2 separate regions of the Gossypium arboreum genome follow, and region 1 is linked to region 2. The links are chromatin contacts, called in public Hi-C maps. All regions are on one chromosome and are shown on one strand. Each heading gives the region's core, a stretch centred on a gene start, on an enhancer-like site or on the middle of the called end of the contact. The rest is flanking DNA. Distances are from core to core; before and after follow the strand shown.

What was found. Hi-C and Micro-C count contacts between places; a contact is called where the count stands out from the background.
Region 1: a contact with region 2 is called in a Hi-C map of leaf, with 1.7 times the contacts expected there. The contact joins the promoter of LOC128291788 here to the enhancer-like site in region 2. A contact is called at or near these places in 2 of 5 Hi-C or Micro-C datasets (both in leaf).

Annotation. Positions count from the first base shown.
Region 1 is chr4:5,180,827-5,186,944 of ASM2569848v2, reverse strand. It overlaps LOC128291788 (AP2-like ethylene-responsive transcription factor At1g16060), which reads left to right and starts at 4,388. Exons shown (of 4, transcript XR_008281679.1): 1 at 4,388-4,795; 2 at 4,957-5,039; 3 at 5,117-5,207.
Region 2 is chr4:5,129,760-5,135,991 of ASM2569848v2, reverse strand. No RefSeq gene overlaps it. Among protein-coding and RNA genes, the nearest start is that of LOC128291711, 36 kb to the right of the region's middle. Within about 2 kb of position 4,316, at least 1 of the 2 cell types and tissues checked has an H3K27ac peak or open chromatin away from gene starts, as enhancers often do. A contact at or near this core is called in leaf, where this site is marked.

The sequences.
Region 1 (6,118 bases), core at 3,139-5,638, 51 kb before region 2:
TAGGGCATGTTTTCTCGAATTTCCAAACACCGAATATTGCCTTTACTTGCGAAAAATCTTATTTCGAGGTAACAAAATGTCATACCTGGTAAGTTAGGGCACCACACCTCGTATCTCCGAGAATAAGTATTTTTACTCGTATTACAATTCAAAAGAATATTCCGTTATTTAGGTTAAATGAGAGAAATCGAAACCCAGTAAGTTAGGGCATGATTTTCTCAAATCTCGAAACACAGAATATCAATTATTTTAAAAACAAAAATTAAAGTATTGGGTAAGATGTAACACAATTTGATAGTAAAATATAAATTAAATTACGGTACTAACATGCACAACATGATAAATGTGTTTATATAAACGATAATATATAAGATCGAAAAGAAAATAAAATAAAATAAACGAACAAGGCGAAAATAAAAAGGAAAAATGATAAGTCAATTGAAAATTTGAAACTGAAAAATATTAAACGAATGAGCAAATAGATATTGTGTTAAAATAAATTACAAAATGTGTTAATAATGAGAATAATATTAATAATAAGAGAAATTATGAATAATCTAAAGTTTATAATTATAAAAGGGTATGGATAAATAAATAATAAAATGATGGGATAAGATGAAATAAATGTACTTAAAGACATTAGGTATATAGATATAAAGAGAAATAATAGAAATGATAATGTAAAATTAATTAATTTAATAATGATAATGGCGTATAAGTAAAAACAAAATGAAATAAAATAAAATAATAATAGTAATGATACTACTACCAATAATAATAATAGTTAAAAATAATAATACTAGTAATAGTAATTACAACAATAATAATAGTAATAAAATAAGATGATAATAATAATATTAATAATAATAAAAGTAAAATAAAATAAAATAGTAATAATAGGAGCGTTAATAATAGTAATAATATAAATAATAATGTAGTAGTAGTAAATAATAGAAGGAATAATAATAATAATAATAATAATAATAATAATAGAGAACAACAAGTCAAAGATAATAATATAAAATGATGATATGTTAATAAGGACGATAATAAATAATAATTAGCAATACTAAATTGACTAATAATAAAACAATAAATAATCAGGAAAGAAAACATATAATATAATAATATCAATTTAACACTAAAATATCAATAAAAGTAATAACATCAATACGTTAGATTAATAATAAAGTAAAAATAATGATGATAATAATGTATTAGGTAATAATAATGGAATAATAATAGTAAATATAATAATTTTAAACCAATTAATTTAATTAAAATATTGAATATAACAAAAAAGGACTAAAATGAACCTAAAGTAAAAGTTTGGGGCCAATTCGAAAATTAATAAAGAAGAGAAGGACCAATTTGGGCACACGGATAACAAGGGAGGACCAAAATGGGCAATATCCCCTCCTCCCAAAACGCACAGCACCAAGAGGGACCAAATTGAAGGTCAAAATAAATTACAGGGCAAAATTATAAATAATGAAAATTTTAATTTCAAAACAATAAAAAAGCGAAAGGGCTAAAAGTGCAATTAGCCCTTCCATTAAAAACACGCGGATTCTAGGCCTAGAGCGTGTCGGATCCGGGTCGGCCAAGGCAAAACGACATCGTTTTGAGGCTTATGAACTTAAGCCAAAACGACGTCGTTTTATTTTACTATATAAGACAAATTTTTTTTTTTAAAACTTCACTTTTCTCCCCTCCTCTTCAAAAAACAAAACAAAAAAAAAACTCTCTCAAACTCTTTCAACTCCCCAGAGCTTCGACTAGCGGTCCACCCATCAGCCACCGCGCCGTCCGTAGGTTGCCGACGACTGCGCCACCGTATACGACGGCAGAAGGCCAAAAATCGCTCTTTTTCCGGCGAAATCAAAAAGGCAAGTTTTTTTTTTATTCTCTTGCTATATTTATGTATATATATGTATTATTTTTTAAAAATAAAAAGAGGAAGATATATATGCACGTATATGAGTAGATTCAAAAAAAAAAAGAAAGAAAAAAATAAAACACCTTGGTTGATCTGTTTGATTCTCTGTTTCTGCTTTTGTTTGTAATTTTTTTTGTATTCCAAAGAGTCCCCTTTTACAATCTAACTTCTAGGCTTTTATATAGCCATTTTACAAGAGATTTTTTTTATATAATTGCTGTCATTTCAATCTTTATTTTTGCAGGTGCAAGTGGATGGTGGCCACAGTGGCGGTGGTAGCAGGTGGCGCAGCAGTGGGCAGAGACTAAGGAGCAGAAATGGCTCCTAGGGTTTCTGTTTTCTCCTCTCTTTTTTTTTAATTATTGTGGGCTACGGTTTAATTAATTTGGGCCAAAATTGGGTTTCTACAGCTGCCCCTCTTTGCTTGTTGTCGTGTGACGAGAACAGAGCAAAGACTTCTAAGAAAGACCAATTTTGTCCGGTCCCACCGAGTCTTGACTTCTTTAATGCTCCTCTTTTTCAGGTAGCCTCATTTCAGTCCACTGTATCTTGTTGTTTCGATCCACTCCATTGCAACTTTAAAGAAATAAGACTTGTGATTTTGACCCACTCCACTGCTCCACTGCAACTTCAGGGAGATAATGTTTGTTTTGACTTGCTCCACTTCAGAGAGATAAGATCTGTTTATTCATAGCTTCAATCTGTTCCACTGCAACTTCAGGGAAATAAGATTTGCTATCTTCAGTCTGCTCCACTGCAACTTCAAGGAGATAAGACTTGTGACTTCAATCTACTCTGTTGAAACTTAAAGGAGATCTGCTGTGGCTTCTAGCCGCTCTGACGCCATTTCAGGGAGAAGAGATTTGTAGCTTCGATCTACTCCGCTGAAACTTCAAGGAGATACTAATGGTGGCTTCGAGCCTCTCCAGTGCCATTTCAGGGAGAATGGATTCATAGCTTCGATCTGTTTCCCTATTGCTTAGGGTGATAAGATCTGTAAATTCAGCCTGTTACCCTACTGCTTAGGGTTTAAGGCCCATCGCATTCGATTTGTTTCCCTATTGTTTAGGGGGTTAAGATCTGTAAATTCAGTCTGTTACCCTACTGCTTAGGGGTTTAAGGCCTGTCGCCTTCGATCTATTTCCCTACTGCTTAGGAGGTTAAAATCTGTAAATTTAGCCTGTTACCCTACTGCTTAGGGGGTTTAAGGCCCATCGTCTTCGATCTGTTTCCCTACTGCTAAGGGGGTTAAGATCTGTAAATTCAGCCTGCTACCCTACTGCTTAGGGGGTTTAAGGGAAGTTTTTTTTTATTCTCTTGCTATATTTATGTATATATATGTATTATTTTTTAAAAATAAAAAGAGGAAGATATATATGCACGTATATGAGTAGATTCAAAAAAAAAAAAAAGAAAGAAAAAAATAAAACACCTTGGTTGATCTGTTTGATTCTCTGTTTCTGCTTTTGTTTGTAATTTTTTTTGTATTCCAAAGAGTCCCCTTTTACAATTTGATTTCTAGGCTTTTATATAGCCATTTTACAAGAGATTTTTTTTATATTATTGCTGTCATTTCAATCTTTATTTTTGCAGGTGTAAGTGGATGGTGGCCACAGTGACGGTGGTAGCAGGTGGCGCAGCAATGGGCAGAGACTAGGGAGCAGAAGTGGCTCTTAGGGTTTCTGTTTTCTCCTCTCTTTTTTTTAATTATTGTGGGTTAGGGTTTAATTAATTTGGGCAAAAATTGGGTTTCTACAATTACATTATGATATAGTCGTGGAAGAAATTTGGGTAAAGTTGAAATAATTATGATTTTGATGTTTTGGGGTTAAAATTCATTGTGTTTTTGTATTTGACCACTTCCCTTGAATAATTTTCATTTTCAAGCAGGGCCCACGACAAGATATGATTGGTTTGGGAGAAGCATTTTGGCAAGTGAATTTATTAAAGAAAAGGAAACATCAGTGTTGTATAGTAGCTGTTGCCAAGCCTGAGCCATGTAATTAATTTTGGGCTTGCTTTTTATTTATTTTCAAAGTATGGGTCTGCGTTTTTGCTTTTGTAAGTTGTGAGGCATGCAAATTGCAAGCGATTCTTATCCTACAAATGAGCTTCAAATCTCCCTAAAAGTTTTCTGTCCCTTTCCATTATAGTTCACTTATAAAGATAATGCTTTACATAAATAGAAATGTCAATTAAAAAATATGATTATTAATGAAGCAGTATGTTTCCATTCTACTGTTGGAATATTTCTCTTTTTTCTTTCTTCTTGTATGAAAAACTTAACATAAAAGTTAGTGTGCAGAAAAGTCAAATAATAAAACATAAGAGTCAAGACTAGACCAAATGTTTCTCCCCTAATTTCCTTTTTTTTTTTGCTTTAATTATTATCTCAGTCAAAAAAATAAAATTAAAAATAAAAATGATGATATTATTTATCTCGGAGACCATAACTTCAAACCGAAGCAATAAGAGAGTAGAGAAAAAACCGCTTCAAGACGGCCGACATATCCTTGTATCAACACTCTCTCTTCCCTTCTATTTCTTTTTTCCCACTCAAACAAAGACCTTAACCTTTGCTTTTTCCTGGATCCTTTGAAATCGTTTCTCATTCTTTTGCCCCTCCCATTCTTAAGGTTTTCAGAGTGAGGATGTGTGTTTGTTACTCTTGACCTCAGCTTTTTCTGTTTTTAGTTTTTTTATGGCGAAGGCGAAAATCTCACATCAAAACCAGAAGAACGGTTCGGATAATGAAAAACCTGCTGCACAACCTACAACCAAACTCAAGCGCACTCGTAAAACTGTTCCCCGTCACTCTCCTCCCCAATGTAGCTCCACGTATCGAGGCGTTACTAGGTAATTATACATACATACATATATTTTATATATAGTTATAAGGGATTGGTGATCTTTCTTGGAGATTTTGTCCATTCAAGATATACGGACAGTCTCAATTCTATTTTATTTTGCTTTTTCTTGGCATTCTGTTTTGATTTCTCGATGGTTTCATTAATAAGGCACCGATGGACAGGGAGATTTGAAGCTCATTTGTGGGATAAGAATTGCTGGAATGAATCGCAGAACAAAAAAGGAAGACAAGGTAATAATACATGGTTTTATCCAACTTACCGGCATAGCTGTCATTTTTCTGCTCAACCTCGTGTTTGTTTGCATCAGACGATGAAACCGTGCCACTGTCGCTTCAAATCATCTCGCTACTATCTCTGGGGAGGCCGAGGTTGATGTAGAGGGAAGTAGACCAAGTCAGGTGTGTGAATCTATTTGAAACTTCTTTTCCCTTTGAAATTTGGGTATCAAATGGTCATTATTAAGTGCCAACCATATAATTTACTCATTATTATAAAAAAAAAAAACTTCTCTCGATTAACAAATCATTTTTCAAGTTAATTCCTAAAATTAATGGGTTTATCTTAAAATTTTTTTTTCTTTTCATTAGTTTTCTTCTAAATATAATATTTTATAACCCTTTTATTGATAAATTTTTTCTAAAGAAAATAGAAAAACCTTAAAAAACACTTTAGATTTACTCTTGTTGTTACCATTATGATATTTCCTTCAAGGTACATAAAATAATCCTCAAAGTTGGTCCTTGAAATAGAAAATAAAATCTAGAGTTAAAAATATAATTTTGAAAAATCCAATTGTTCAATCAATAATTATATAAGAAAACATTATGAACATTTAATTTTTATAGGAAAAATGTAAAAGAATTAATTGATAATGATTTTTAATTTTATAAATTGATTAAGAGATTATCATGTGTTCTATTTATTATTTGTTTTAATTTTAAATCCATAATAAGTAATTATACATATCACTAATAATATAATTTAGTGTTAAATTATTTACCAATGGATTAAAAAATTATTTTTACAAATATTAAATTATTTATATAATTTTATTATATATTATATATTTAAAATTGTGTTTTCTATTATTTTGATAGCATTTAGTTAATTTCTAACTTTAATTTCTTAAAACATAAACAAAAAGATTATGCAATCAATTGGATAATTTCAACTATAAATAAAGACAATTAATTTCTTAAAGCCATCTACTTTTGCTGATTGTGCATTCTATTTAGAGTGTTTTTTCTCTACAAAACTCAATCTATATCGTCAAAATTATTTCTTCTCAACCCATCCTCTTAAAACTATT
Region 2 (6,232 bases), core at 3,067-5,566:
TTGCTGTTTTTTTTTTTCAATTTTCAATTTAGTTAGTCCATTAAAAACCCTATCAACCTTGGCATATTATATGCACCCCAGTATGAAAAGAAAAAGAAACCCTTCTTTTTTCTTTTTTTTTTCTTTTCTAGTCATAATTAAATGAGATCTTGTTATATTAGTTGAATCATTATCCGCGTCAGTTGAGGCAAGTAGCATTCTCTTTCAGATTAGCGATCCTTATACTTATACAGGGTAAAACATAAATTTTGAGGGCGTACTTTTAACAAGGTAGATTTACCACAAACATTAAATCCAAGAGGCATCCACAACTGTACGGAAGGAATCCGAATTGAACAATCCCTGAGAATTGGCACCATTTTGCCTTGCCTTGTGTCGAAACTATTTTTTTGATAAACGGGATCGACTGGAGTTTTGAAAACGAAAATTAAAACGGAAGTCGCCACCGATCTTTATTTGATGCGATCGGATCACCTTTGTTTTAATAAAACGGCATTTTAGTCTACTAAAACGGCATTTTAGTCTACGAAATTCGAGAGAATAAGTCCGAGAGTCGATTACGTGCGAGGAAGGATTAACACCCTCGACACACCCAAAAATTGGTACCAAAAAGGAAACTAGGTAAGAAGCATTTGGTCTAGTCTTGACTCTTATGTTTTATTGTTTGACTTTTCTGCACACTAACTTTTATGTTAAGTTTTTCATACAAGAAGAAAGAAAAAAGAGAAATATTCCAACAGTAGAATGGAAATATGCTGCTTCATTAATAATCATAATTTTTTAATTGGCATTTCTATTCATGTAAAGCATTATCATTATAAGTGAACTATAATGGAAAGGGACACAAACTTTTAGGGAGATTTGAAGCTCATTTGTGGGATAAGAAGGTTTGTGAATGTGTATATAAATATAGAAAATATTGGCATCAAGAAATATTTAAAATATCATATGATAACAACATGATGTTGAATTTTCCACCAAAAATAAATATAAAACTAGTTATGTATTAGATGAAATTTCAACTTTTGTTCCTCTACAACTGGATATAGCTATCTCCATCTCACTTAGCTTTTTGACCCAAATCCAGTTTTTTGTCCTCTTTTGTGAACTTTTACGTCGAAGAAAACAAAATCTCTTTCTATAGGTGAAAGTTACAGTACATGCATCTGTTACTTTATTTTTTACAGACGGATATCAATCAAAAGAGAAGTGAAAATTCTTTCCTAAGAATCTGTTTTTTTTATTCAAAAATTAAAAAATAATAAATAATAAAAAGCTCACTGGTTGTTCGTCTTCCGTCACTGCCAAGAAAAGCTCCGATAAACGAATGTCTTAGAACCCATATGGTTCCGACGAAGGCTCGGAGTGTAGCAAAGACGAAGGCTTCCCTTCGTGACTTCTTTCTTTTTGATGTCTGTTTATTTTAAACCTTAGATCCAAGTTTCAAAAGTATTTTTTTTTTTAAAAAAGGGGGGAAAAGGAGTGAAATAGGCTAAAAATGCCTAAGTTTGCGCGCCTCTGACCACCGTCTACGGCGGGGCTATGGCGTACCACGGTGGAGCTAAGGCAGAGAGCTGTTAGACCCCTTGGCAGGCACTTGACCCCATTTTAGAGGAAAAAGAGTTCTCCAGATTTTTTTTTTTAAAACACCTACCAAAGTGATTTTTTAGAAAAACTTACTTTTATAACACCCATGAAACGACGCCGTTTGGTGCTGATTCCAATAGCCCAAAACGGTGCCGTTTAAGCCATGAGCCCGAGACCCGACCCGCTCTGGATGGAGAGTCTGCGTGTATTGACCTTTCCGCTTTTTCTACCTGTTTCAATTGTATCCTTTTTGTTTTCTTTCTTTTTAATTTGGCTTGACAATTTTTCTTTCATTTCATTTTAGTCCTTACTAAAGCTGCGCATTTTGGAGGATAGGGATAATTTCCCATTTAGTCATCGCTCCTTCAGGTGCCTTTTAGTTTGGCCCTAGTTCCTTTTTTTAAAAATCTACCCCTTTAATTTTATTTCATTTTTAATTTAATCTATAGCATTGCTAGTTAAAACGCAACGCATAAGGATCAGGGATATTTTTTCTTTTAGTCCTTGCTAGTTTCAGCGCATTACATCTTGGTCCTTGTCAGCCTTTTTTTATTATTATTTGCAATTTATTCCTTTTAATTTTATTTTAAGCTTCAAATTAACCCCTTTGTTTTAACCTTTTTTATTTATTCATTTATTTAGCTGCTTGTTTATTTATTTATTAGTCTTGTAATTTTATTCATTTGTTTATCTATTTTATATATCAGTCGTTCATTTTTTATTTTAATCCTCATGTGCACTTAGGTATTATTCCTTCATTTCTTAGCTCTTATCTTGATTTCATTGATCATTTATTTTATCTATGCCTTCATTACTATTACTATTTTGTTGTCTATCATTTTTATTATCATTTATTCATTTATTCGTTTATTACCCTTTTCATACTAAAATCAAATTATTTGTGTTCTTACTCATACACATATTGTTCCTATTATTATTATTATTATTATTATTATTATTTACATATGTTTTATTATAAATTGTACCTTTAATTTCATTTACCTTTTAATTTGATTCTTTACTTTTAATTTTTTATAAACTATTTTCCTTACACTTATTTGTGTCTTTATTTTATTTGCTTCCTTTATTATAATTAAAAATGGCATTGTCATTTCATTTGCATATTTTATCATTAGTATTATTGTTGTCATCATTGTTATCATTTATTTTTATTTTATTGTTTATTCTATTTTCTTTGATTGTTAATATTGATATTAAAATAACATGTATTATGTGATTATTACTATCATAATGTATTATGAGTTGCTTATTAGTACATTTATATTGTTGTTATTCACTAGCTTAATATTTTGTCCACACATCATTTTTAAATATTTCACTCATTTTTACCCAAATTCGTTATAAAGGAAATTTTCTTTTAGGCAATGTTCTGCATTTGAAAATTCGAGAAGTCGTGCCCTAACATACTGGGTTTCGATTTTTCCTCGTTTAACCTAAATAATGGAATATCATTTTAGAATCAAATACATGAGTTTTAAATATAAAAGCTTATTCTTGAGAATTCGAGGTGTTGTGTCTTAACTTATTGGATATGACATCTTGTTACCTTGAGGTAAGAATTTCTAAAAAATATAAAGGCAATATTTCGTATTAGGAGATCCGAGAGATCGTGTCCTAACTTATTGGGTTTCAGTTTTCCTCGTTTGACCTAAAATAACCGAATATCCTTTTAAAATTAAAATACATGAGTTTTGAAAATTAAAAAAAAAAGCTTATTCTCGAAGGTAAAATGTCGTGTCCTAAATTACTGAATGTGTCATTACTTCGAGATAAGAAGGTCTTTAACATTTATTTCGATTTATCTAAGCATTTTTTTTAAAAATTAACATTAACAAAAAGAGCAATCGTATTTTAAAACTCTTTCCAAGTTTTCTACTTTCGACACTAAGACACCAATTAATCAACTAGGTACTAATTTTGGGCGTTACGAGGGTACTAACTCTTCCTCATACGTAACCGACTCTCAAATCTATATTCTAAACTTCGTAGACTAAAAATTATTGTTTTAATAAATCAAACATTTTATTAAAATTATCACGAAAAAGAAGATAGCATTTAATTTAACAAGAAAAAGAAGATGCACGCTACCTATCTAAGAATTTCCATTTCATTAATTAACACAGCATGCGTAGCGTTTTCAATTTTCAACCTTCAATTCCTTAGAGCAAAAATTGATGGTGCTGGAATATTTGGAATATTCCTCACACCGAAGGTGTCTTTATTAACAATCATAACTATAATAAAGCAGGGCCTCATACGAATTTGGAATATTTGAAGATATTATTCAATAATAAAAATCATATTATTTGGAATATTTATCATACCAAACAATCATAACAATAATAAAGCAGGGCCCACTCCACAGAGTTAAAATTGACTGATAATATTTATAGTTGGCGGCAGCTGCACCAAGCATCCACTCTCAACACTTTGAGACCTTGAAATCTTCGATAGTCATACAACACGGAGAAAGGCGGCCCTAACATCTCTTATCTCATCTCCATTATTTAATAATATTTCTTGTGTTAATGATAAATTTTTTATAAAATATCATTTAATAATAAAATGATTTTTATACATTTGTTTTAGTCACAAATTTTAAACCGCTAACCGTAAATGCCATTCGTGATATCTACATGTTGCTGCCAAGAAAGTTCCGACAGACGTTAGCACGTTCCGACCGACGTTAGATTTGTCTGTCTTCAAAGAGACTTCTGCACATAATCATAATGACCTTTCCCCGAATAAATTTTTTGTCTCCTACGTGGGGTCCACAGGCTTTGACTATTTATTTTCAACAACAAAAAAAAAAAGGAATCGGTAGAGCAAGTGTCGGCTAATACTGGAATAAATTGATCCAACTTCTTATCGTTTAGAAAATAATAAACTATTTGTAGAAGGAAGCACCAAATATTTTGATAAGACATATTATAGTTTTAAAATTAATATATAGTTTGACCTACATATTTTTAATATAATTTATTTAGCAATTTATATTATCATATAATATTTAATTAATTTTATGAATGTTAATTTAAAATATATTTGTAACGACTCAAAATTTTTAAGAATTTAATTATGAAAATCTATAGTAATTAGATTTTTGTATCTCTGGTTCTGTGCTCTGCTTTTATGTTTAAGGTCTGAAGTTTGAGTTGCATTGTTAAAAGTTTTTAAAACAACCTTTATTCATGTGTTTCATAGTTAAATCCAATTCTAGATAGATTAGTGTTAAGAATGAGTCTGTTGGTTCATTGGTTAAGTATTTGTCTGTATTTTGTCTGGTCCTAAGTTCAAATCCCATTATATGCGTTAGGAAATATTATTTTTTTTGCAAATGCTGGAATGTGGGATGATGGTTAAATTAAAATAGTCTAAAGAATTTCTATCGTACCTTCTTCTTTGTTTTTTCTAAAGTTTATGTTCTTTTCTTGTTCCCCTTCTATTCTTTTATTTTTCCTTTTACGATATTTAATTCTGCGTTAATTGGGAGTTCTTCGTTGCTTGTAAAGTTGACTATGTGATTATTGAGTACGTTTCGTCGTTATTTTTCTCTCATTTTTGCTAGTTCTGTTGTGTTAACAATGTTCTGTCGAAACAGGATTTTGCTCAGTTGCTTGAACGTTCTGTTTAATCATTCGATTGATTACCTTTTTAGGCGAGGATAGTGCAGAGATGTTATTTCGCCATGTTAGTCTGAATTCCTCAATTTCGTGCTAGGTGAGTATGCGAATTAAGTTGGGATTGCGTTGAAACTTTCGACATAGTCTTGGCGGTAGCTTGGTTTTGCTAAAGTATTGAAATCATTGGTGTAATTGATTATTGAATGATTAGTTCTGGTTAGTCTACGCGTTGTTTCTCCATCAAAGAGAAATTAGGTGCTACCGAAAACATTAATTTTGCAAGTTTTGTCGCCAGAAATGGTTGCTGTCAATGCCACATGGTCGGACACACGGGCGTGTGTCTAGGCCGTGTGAGACACAAGACCGAGTGGCAGGCCGTGTGGGTGACCGTGTAACTCAATGTTCATCAACTTGGGGCCATATGGGCAAGACACACGGGCATATGTCTAGGTTGTGTGTGGCCATATTGGTAAAGGGTTCACATGGGCGTGTGTCTAGGCCGTGTAACTCACTGTTTGTGGTACAAAGACCACACGGCCAGGGATACGGGCGTGTGTCTAGACCATGTAACTCACTATTTGTGGTACAAAAACCATACGGCCAGGGACACGGGCATGTACCCAGGCCTTGTGAGTCACACAGGTAGGGACATGGGCGTGTGTCTAGGTTATGTAACTCACTGTTTATGCTTCGGAACCACATGAGCAAGGCACGTGTAACAGCCCGTTTTTAATTAAATCAGAACAGTGGTTTCGGAATCACAAATCTGAGTCAGAAAGAAAATTTATTTTAATATTATTGCACGGTCGGCATTAGGATAGGAAAGACGTATGAAAATTTTGATAAGAAAATTTTAGCGATTTCATGTCTAATTATAGAAAGGACCAAATTGCATAAAATGCAAAAGTTGAATTCTAGTAGCTAGAAGGATTAATTAGCTATGAAATTCAAAATTTGAGGTCCTTATATGGTAATTATGCCATTAAATAGATATTTATGAT